Linked DNA regions of Ovis aries: region 1 is linked to region 2. A link is a contact called in public Hi-C data. All regions are on one chromosome and are shown on one strand. Each heading gives the region's core, a stretch centred on a gene start, on an enhancer-like site or on the middle of the called end of the contact. The rest is flanking DNA. Distances are from core to core; before and after follow the strand shown.

Evidence for each region. A called contact is a pair of places that touch in the nucleus more often than the background predicts.
Region 1: a contact with region 2 is called in a Hi-C map of tail adipose tissue, with 2.9 times the contacts expected there. The contact joins the promoter of PRCP here to the promoter of CCDC90B in region 2. A contact is called at or near these places in 2 of 16 Hi-C or Micro-C datasets (liver and tail adipose tissue).

The regions. Positions count from the first base shown.
Region 1 is chr21:12,311,837-12,316,660 of ARS-UI_Ramb_v3.0, reverse strand. It overlaps PRCP (prolylcarboxypeptidase), which reads right to left and starts at 3,427. Exons shown (of 10, transcript XM_042238281.2): 1 at 2,995-3,427; 2 at 1,829-2,011. The coding sequence starts at 1,996. DDIAS (DNA damage induced apoptosis suppressor) reads left to right here and starts at 3,501. Exons shown (of 5, transcript XM_060403938.1): 1 at 3,501-3,575.
Region 2 is chr21:11,963,934-11,968,459 of ARS-UI_Ramb_v3.0, reverse strand. CCDC90B (coiled-coil domain containing 90B) reads right to left here and starts at 2,117. Exons shown (of 9, transcript XM_004019415.5): 1 at 1,981-2,117. The coding sequence starts at 2,062.

The sequences.
Region 1 (4,824 bases), core at 2,178-4,677, 350 kb before region 2:
AACTAAATATAAGCCAGAGGGCAAAACATGGCTGAATAAGGCCAAACAGATCTTGTAAATCACCACAAATGGAAAAAGAACTGGCCTTTTATATCTAAAGAGTGAAGTGGTCAAGAAAGAAATTTACAATGAAGAAATATAAATTAGGACCTAAGAGATCATTCAGTCTCTTCTACCTTTTCATTCTCCCTCTTTTCTGCTGACAGTTCTCTCACCATTCCTAAAAGGATTATAGATATCCATTCCAGTAGTTTCCCTTCAACTTAACTTTAGTTATGGAACTCTGCAAAATCCCAGCATATAGCACAAATAAAAATATAAATCTCAGGCTGAAAGAAGTCAGGGGGAGGGGTTCTGGGGTACCCTAACTTGGTTTCCATATGGGCCTTCACCATCCCTCTGAGACAGCTCTCCCAAAGCCTTAATTTTTCAGTAAAATGTGAAACACATTGGTTCTTGTCCAAACCTCTCAATTTACAAATGAGGAAACTGAAGCCTAGAGAACTGCCTAAGAAAAAGATGTTTCCTAGTACTCCTGCTAAAACTAGAATGCTTTCTCTTCATAATCTCTAAATTTCTGGGTTAAAAATGATTTCTTATACTAGAAGTTCACGTCATCCCTCTCTATCAAATTCCCATTCAAAACTGACTTGGGTTAGGAACCATCAATTTACTAAATGTCTGCTCGAGACCAAATACTTTGTTAGGGATATGTCATCTATTCTCATTTAACCACCACCAAATCCCCCAGAGGTCAAGAAACTGGGCTCAGAGAGGTATATGAAACTTCCCAAGGTCAGAGAGCTAGTATTAATAGATTGGAATTCTGATCTATCTAACTCCTAAAGCCAAACCTCAGACTCTTGAAGTTCTAATCCCAATGTTTCCCAAATCTTTGCCTATCTTTTCACATGCATGCACACATGCATGCTCAGTTGCTCAGTCGTGTTCAACTCTTTGAGACCCCATTGAATGTAGCCCACCAGGTTCCTGTGTCCTCGGGATTTCTCAGGCAAGAATTTTGGGGTGGATTGCCATTTCCTGCTCCAGGGGATCTTCCCCCACCCAAGAATCAAACCCCCGTCTCTTTTATCTCCTGCCTTGGCAGGCAGATTCTTTACCACTGTGCCACCTGGGAAGGTCATTTATCTTTTCACAGGCTCCCAGAACTGTAAATGATATTGTCATTTCACAAAAGATGTACTTCCTCATTCAGGCTTCTCAGGGAACACCTACCTCATGCTTCAGCCAGGCACAAAGGCATCATGCCTACCTTAAACCTCTGAACTCAAAATTCAGAACTATAGAGATGCTCACCTTCACTCCCCACTCCAAATTTTGACAGACTCCTACAACTTCCAAGGAAAGATGAAAACTCTTAATAAAAGGGCTACAAAAGCAACTCTGAGCTGAGCATAAGACAACAGACTGACATTTTAGATTGAAAAAATATTATATATTATCTGGTAAGATATTAGAAACTTGAACTTAGGGGCTGCTTTGGGACAAAAAATGACTGTCACCTCGAAGTAGGCTCCAGAGCTGGCATTAAATAATTTGAATTTGGCGGGAGGTCAAAGGAATTTTAGGGCATCCTCTGCAAGCAGGAGTTGAAGTGACTGTGATGGTCAATCACAGAAGGGAGTGTAGAGCCAGAAATGACAATAAATTATTGGTGATGGAAGGTGAGTTTAAACAGATGGGACTTGGGCCACCGGACAAGTCTTCAGCATTAGGGTTCTACAATTTCAATGAGCTTCGGTGCCTGAAAACCACAAAACCCCAGTCCTCGCCACCCACTCGGACACCCCAACCCTTTTGGCCTTACCTTCTGTTGGATGTAGCGAATCGAATACTTCGGGGTAATAGTAGGGCGAGATCCGAAGCTCGTTGACCAGGGTAGGCTGCTAGGGGCCCTCAGTGACGGCGATACGGGGCTGGCGGCCCCAGGAGTCAGGGAAGCTAGGAGCAGGAGCAGGAGGGAGCAGCGCCCCATGGCTCAGGACCGTGGCTGCAGAGCGGGTAGGAGGGAGACAGGCAGATGCACGCAGCGCCGCCCAGCCCACAGCTCCTGCCCCGAGACAGGCCCCTCCTTCCCGGGGGAAACCCAATGCTACCCCGCCCCTCAGCAAAGCCTCTCAAATTCGAGTTGCCAAAGCCATTCCAAACCCCGTCCCAGTCCCACAGGGCGCCGCCAGGTTTCATTTCCCTCTTTTACCGTCCCCTCTTTATTATATAGAGTTCACCTTTATTCCCTTCCAACTCAAAGCCTACCTTTACCATCCCAGGGCCCCTCCTATCTGACCTCTGAACCCCATTCTTAACTATATCACCCCCACACACACACAAACACTTTCTCCGCACCCTATATCCTCCCCCTTTATCGTCACTGCCAAACCCTGCCCTGTCCACCTCTATTTCATCGCCACATCCTTGTCCTCCGCAAATCCTACATAATAATAGTGTGTGCATGCGTGCAAACGTGCCAGGCCGCTTGGGTCGTGTCCAACTCTTTGCGACCCTATAGACGGTGGCCTGCCAGGCTCCTCTGTCCATGGGATTCTCCAGGCAAGAATACTAGAGGGAGTTGCCATGCCCTCCTCCAGGGGATTCTTCCCAACCCAAGGATCTGACCCAAGTCCCCCACATTGCAGGCGGATTCTTTAGCGTCTGAGCCACCAGGGAAGCCCCAGGAAGGGCTACTGCCAACTTAAAACTGGCACTCGCCACCAGCTCTACAAGGACTAAATCATTCACTAGTCACTCAGCCCTGACAGTCAAAACACCCTGAAAAGAGGAGCTCAGGGTACAGAGCTGCTCCTCCTGACTGGCAGCGGCATCTGCCAATCCGTGTTAATGTGTTCATACCCTGCCTTTTTCACTAAAATCATGTATACTACTAAGCTATCCCCACTAGGTCTGGCTCCTTTGCACCGCCACCTCCATGTCAGCCTAATCACCTCCTAGGGCACTCTGTCGGTTAGTCACCCCTACACATGCGTGAAATCCACACAGTCCACTTCTCAACGGAGGTCGCCCCGGAATCCCACTAGGTCCCGGTCCCTGCTTCCAAGCTACGCCCCCTTCCGTCTTCCGGCACCCAGCTTCGGACCCCGCCTTCCCCTCTCCTTGGGAGCAGTCCCAGCCCCAGCGGGCGGAGTCCCTTTCGGTCCTCGTGACTCCCTCACCACCAACTTCCGCTTCTACTTCCAGTCAGCCAGGTGAACCTCGGTCTGAGGGGCGCTCCCACCCACTACCACCTACGCCTGGCTGGCTCAACGCTGCCTCAAAACCAACTGTACAGACTGTACTACTGCTCAATCAGTTGGGAAAGGACACTTGCCTAAGCCTCTCGGACAAAAATGGTTGTTCCCAAAACCTCACAGGTTGTCGAGCTACATCGCCAACCTGGGCGGTGTCGTCTTCTGATTGGCTCTAAGGCCAGACGGTCATGGCGTCACTTCCGGCGGAAGGAGGCGCGGGAGATTCGATTGGAAGACACTCTCTAGCCGCTTGAGTCTTGGGGTCCGCGTCACTGAGCTTCGCCCGGGCAGGTTCCTGGTCCTCTGCCTCAGGTGAGAAGGTGCGGGAGGAGATTCTCGGGGAGCAAGGGCCGGAGACTCCTAGGAAGACCCTTGAACGTCGTTCTGAGTGAGCATTCGGAGCATTCTATGTTTTTTTTTCAGGAGTCAGTCTCGTCTATAAACGGGCGGTTGTGAGAGAAGAGTGAGGTCAGTTCTTTTCATTTTAGACGGTGCTGTTGCAGTCAGTCAGAGAGCGTTTGTGTGCCACCGACCTGGAAACGAGTAAGTGTCTGGAACCCGAAATACAGGGAGGAAAAAGGTGCTACTGCAATTTTTGAGGTGCTCGGAGGCTCGTACACAGCGGGCGGCTATGCCCAGTAGTACCTGCTGAAAAGGGATCTTTTCCAAACTGCTTTGATGACTCAGAGGGACAAGTGCTCACTGAGCAGAGTGTTCAAACCAGAAACAAGTTTTCTAGGTACCTTCCTTGTCTCTCACATCAAGCCACACCAACCTCTTGAATATCTCAAACCATACGCTTCTCGCCAGTTTTACTTTGGTTCAGCACAACTGCTTCATAACTATGACTGTAGCCTCCCAGCTGATTCTTTCAATTTCCTTACGTTCCAATCCAGTCTCCACGTTGCTAGGCTGATAAAGTACAAATCTGATGAGGACACTCCCCATTAAAAACCTTTCCTTTGGTCACTCCTGTTTGCCCTCAGGTTTAAGTCTAAACTCCTTAAAGTGGTTAACAGGGCCCTTCTTGTCTGGCCTTTGCCTAGTACTCCAGCTCTTTTTTTCACCCCTCCAGCCCTATGCTCCAACCACATGGAATGTCCTTTTGAGTCCCTCAAATGCACCATTCTCCCTCACCTTCAGACCCCATCTGAATCCCATCCCACCTAGTTCTTAATCATTGTTTAGGTCTCAATTTATGAAGCTTTCTATCAGGAGGCCTTTCATCATCCTGCAAAATTGGGTCAGAAAGCACCCAGTAGTTACTTACTCATTCTACAGATAGTTTTTTTAACTGTCTCCCTCTGTGCTAAGAACTTCTAAGTACTAGGATCACAATGGTGAACAAGATGTGAGAATCCTTCGGAACTTAAACTTTTTGTGTGTGGGCTTAAAAAGAATGAAGTGGAATCTATTTGAGTTAGGTTTGTTTGGAAAGGCCTCTGAGGAGTTGACACTTAAATTGAGGCCTAGAAGATGAGAATGATCTAGCCATGCAATAGAAGAAAGGAAGAAAATTCCAGAGTGAACAGGTTATGTAAAGGCCTTAAAGCAGGAAAGA
Region 2 (4,526 bases), core at 868-3,367:
TTTTGATGTTTTGCTAAGTAAGAGAAATAGTAATGAACTAGGAAACCAGCACCAGTGGTCACAAAACTTCCACAACATCTTCCTGTGCCTTATTTTATCTTTTAAACAGTAATTCAATTAGATGAAAACTAAGATCCTTCCCTGAGTCAGAGGTCAAGGTTTTCAAATTCCTTGAATACTGACTTGAGGCAAGCTTAAACTACTTGAACATAGTAAACATTCAATAAATATTTGTTTAGTAATGAGGGACCCAAATTATATTAGCTCTGAAAGTTTACAAAAAATTGAGACTGGGGTGATTTCCCAGGGTTCAAAAAACATCCGTTTTGTACATCATAATGTGTATGTATGCTAAACTCCATGGGGTCTCAAAAGAGTTAGACATGACTGAGCGACTAAATACACACACAAACCTAATACCTTTGTTCAGTCGCTCAGTCCTGTCCGACTTTTTGCAGCCCAGTGGACTGCAGCAGGCCAGACTTCCCTGTCCTTCACCATCTCTGCAGCTTGCTCAGACTTATGTCCATTGTGTCAGTGATGCCATCCAACCAGCTCATCCTAAGTACAAATACCGTGCCAAGGACCCTGGGCACTAAACAGCAGTCTTAGAGATGGGGGGGGGCGGCGCGGGGAGGCGGTCAATAACTGCAGTCTTGCTGTGTGACTAAAATGAAACGAGCAAAACAGCTCAAAGTTGTGGTGCTGGACATCTCAGTTCCCCTGCACTTAAGATTTAAGGTGAATAGAGAACGTTGAGGTTAGTACGAAGTAACTACTCTGCAGACAACCCCAAAGGGTTTAAAAATTGTGGGGAAAAGATTCTGGAAACGACTCTCAATAAATTCAGTTGTCCAGCACACACTGGTGACAGGCGCACCTGCCCGTCAACCACTGTAGCTTCCCGTGATCACGTTCCTTTTTCTTGAAAGGCGATTGCCAAGTACTGAAAACCACAGCGTAAATAAAGCGTTTGTTGTTCAGTCGCTCAGTCGAGTCCGACTCATTGCGACCCTACAGGCTGCAGCATGCCAGGCTTCCCTGTCCTTCACCGTCTTTTGGAGTTTGCTCCCGAGTACCGAAAAATATGGTTTTTCCAGTGGTCATGTATGGATGTCAGAGTTGGACTGTGAAGAAAGCTGAGCGCCGAAGAATTGATGCTTTTGAACTGTGGTGTTGGAGAAGACTCCTGAGAGTCCCTTGGACTGCAAGGAGATCCAACCAGTCCATTCTAGAGGACATCAGCCCTGGGTGTTCCTTGGAAGGAATGATGCTAAAGCTGAATCTCCAGTACTTTGGCCACCTCATGCGAAGAGTTGACTCATTGGAAAAGACTCTGATGCTGGGAGGGATTGGGGGCAAGAGGAGAAGGGGACGACAGAGGATGAGATGGCTGGATGGCATCACTTGACTCGATGGACGTGAGTCTGAGTGATCTCCGGGAGTTGGTGATGGACAGGGAGGCATGGCGTGCTGCGATTCATGGGGTCGCAGAGAGTCGGACACGACTGAGCGACTGAACTGAACCGAACCGAAAACTACAGCGAAAATAGAGCGGACCTGAAGTGAAACGGGCGCTGTAGATTACCAAATGACCTGGGCTCGAGGTAGGCACCCGAGTAACACAGTCTAAGTTTGAACAAACCGCGAAAGGTGACGGCCCTCTCCGGGCACAAACTACACGCCTGCGAGGGGGCGGGGACGACCAGCCTCCCTTGACAGAGAAGGGTTCAGAGGGACACCTGGCGGGGCTCGAGCGAAAGAGCCAGGCGGGAAGACAGGCCTTCGGAGGCTCGCGCTCCCGTTCTCGGCCCTCGCGCCTCCCGCCTCAACCCCTCGGGGCGAGGCTCGGCAGCAGGGTTGCCAGGCCCCGGAGCGGGCTGGAGGGAGGCGGCGGCACCCTCGCCTTCCTCTCGCCCAAGCCGGCACCACCTCCCCACAGCGAACAAAGGCATCGGGCGACACGGTGCCTCTCCTCACCTCTCCGCAGGGTCGGCGAAAAACGCCCACAGGGGCTCAAAACCTCAGAATACAGGAGCGGCCGAACCCAGCGGCCCCACATTTCACGGGTTTTCCAGCCGGAGGCAGCCGGGTGAGAAGACGGGGCGAATCCCGCTCAGCCTTTCGGGCAACGTAGTTCTGGCGCCAAGAGGATGCCGGGAAATGTAGTTTTCGGCCCGTAACACCTCCAACGCGCTTCCCAGCACAGGCTCGCACCGCGCGCAGTCTCGCGAAGTTGGGCCTCTCCACAGACGGACCCGTAGCTCACCAGCATGGTTTACAGCGGCTCCGCTTCTCTCACCGCCCCACCCCAACCAGTGCACGCCGTTACCGCCCTAAGAAGTGGAATCTTGTTTGAGAACCTTCCGACGCCCGTTCCCTGGCAATGAGATGTACAGCTAAACGGCCGTCTCCCGCCAGAGAGCCAGCGGCCATCACTTCTTTGGGTTAGGGAACGACAGAGTAACGTCCAACCCCGCGGCAACCTGGGACGTGCAGGCCTTGGCCGCTGAGCATGCCGGGAGTTGCGCAGAGCGCTTCTGGGAAGTGTAGTCCCCCCGAGGCTCTCGTTTCTAATTTCTTGCTGCTGCAAAGCTTGCCGCTTCGCCCTCTAGTGTACGGGAAGAAGGGAAATTGAATTCTCTCGTTTCTTGGGACGACCTGATTTATATATCACCATTTTATCTCGCTCAGACCTCAGTTACTCCAGAGTTTTCCCCACATGGTAAAATGTTGAAAACAGCAGCACGCAGTAGTTGTGGGGTTCAGATGCGGGGATGTATTCTTTGTAAATTCTTCTCTGTTAGCTTAAACGGTGAAGAATCTGCCCGCAATGCGGGAGATCTGGGTTCAGTCCCTGGGTGGGGAAGATCCCCTGGAGGAGGGCATGGCAACCCACTCCAGTACTCTTGCCTGGAGAATCCCACGGACAGAGGAGCCTGGTGGGCTACGGCCCATGGGGTCGCGAAGAGTTGGACGGACACACTGAGCGACTAACACAACAACAAAGCGGTAAACAGTCGTCAGGTTTTAGCGGCTTAATTATTCTTACAAGAATGTAAAGTTACCACTCAGTCATCAGATTTGTTTTCAGAGCTTTGTGTCAGCCGCATGACAAGCACCGTTCTAAGCACTGAGACACATTAAAAGAACAGGAGTCCCTTCGCTGTACAACTGAAACTACGACGACATTGTTAACCGGCTATACCCCAATGCAAAATAAACAGTTTAAAGTAGGCGGGAAAAAAGAAAACATAATTCCTGACAGGGCTTTAACAGTGTATGGAGAGGAAATATAAGTGATTATTTAAAAATTGAAAAACAAAGAACAACCCCTCCTCAAAAAGAGTTTAATCTCACAGTTTAAAAAAATAAAATAGAACAGAAGGACATACCATTATTACCTGTTAAAGATTTTCTAAAAAATAATGATCAATTCTACCAAATAAACCATTAGATACTGTCACTCAAGCTACTGGCAGGAGTTTATGTTAGTACAACGTATTTGGAAAACAATGTAACAATATATATAAACTAAAAATTGAATAGCTAGTTTCACTTCTAAGAATTTACTCTAAAAAAATTATCTTGTAGCTAAGATTTTTTTTAAGTTTTTATTATTATTATTATTTGGCTGCACAAGGGATATTTTAATTGTGGCATGTGGGATCTACTTCCCAGACCAGGGATTGAACTTGGGGCCCCTCCATTGGGAGCACAGCATCATAGCCACTGGGCCACCAGGGAAGTCCTTGAGGCTAAGATTTTTTTAAAAAAATTTAGCTCTTGCAGTGTTATATACAATAATGACAAATTAGAAATAATCTGGTGACTCAGATGGTAAAGAATCTACCTGGAATGCTGGAGACCTGGGTTCAAGTCCCTGGGTTGGGAAGATCCCCTGGAGGAGGGCATGGCAATCCACTCCAGTATTCTTGCCTGGAGAATCCCCATGGACAGAGGAGCTTGGTGGGCTACAGTCCATGAGGTGGCAAAGAGCTGGACACGACTGAGCGACTAAGCACAGCACAGAAATAATCAAAAGGTTCAAAATGATTCAGTAACCTGCAGAAATATTCCTAATTGGAATATTATGCAATCATTAAGTATTAAAAAAAACTTAGTGAGAAGAAAATGTCTAATTTATGTACGTATATAAATATAGTCCCAATATGATTTTAAATCTGTTAAATGATATAAGTAAAGTCAACAGGTATTATTAATAAAAATAACTCCAGCTGATCTTTAGGAGCTCTCAGTATACGGGAAGATACAGACCAGTGAGAACACAAAATTTTTATTTACCTTAAATTCAATAATGGTTATGAAAAAGTGTACCTCTTTAATATTAATACATATTATTATTTGTATTATTATAAAATTCTCTCCCCAATGTACATACACAGTATTGATGTTGGGCCAATCATATTCCTTTTTGTGGAATTAGCGATTGAATTCAGGGATTCTTAATCATCTTCTGAAGTTTGCTGGAACTACAGCAAGTGAATTTGGGAGTCCACACAGCC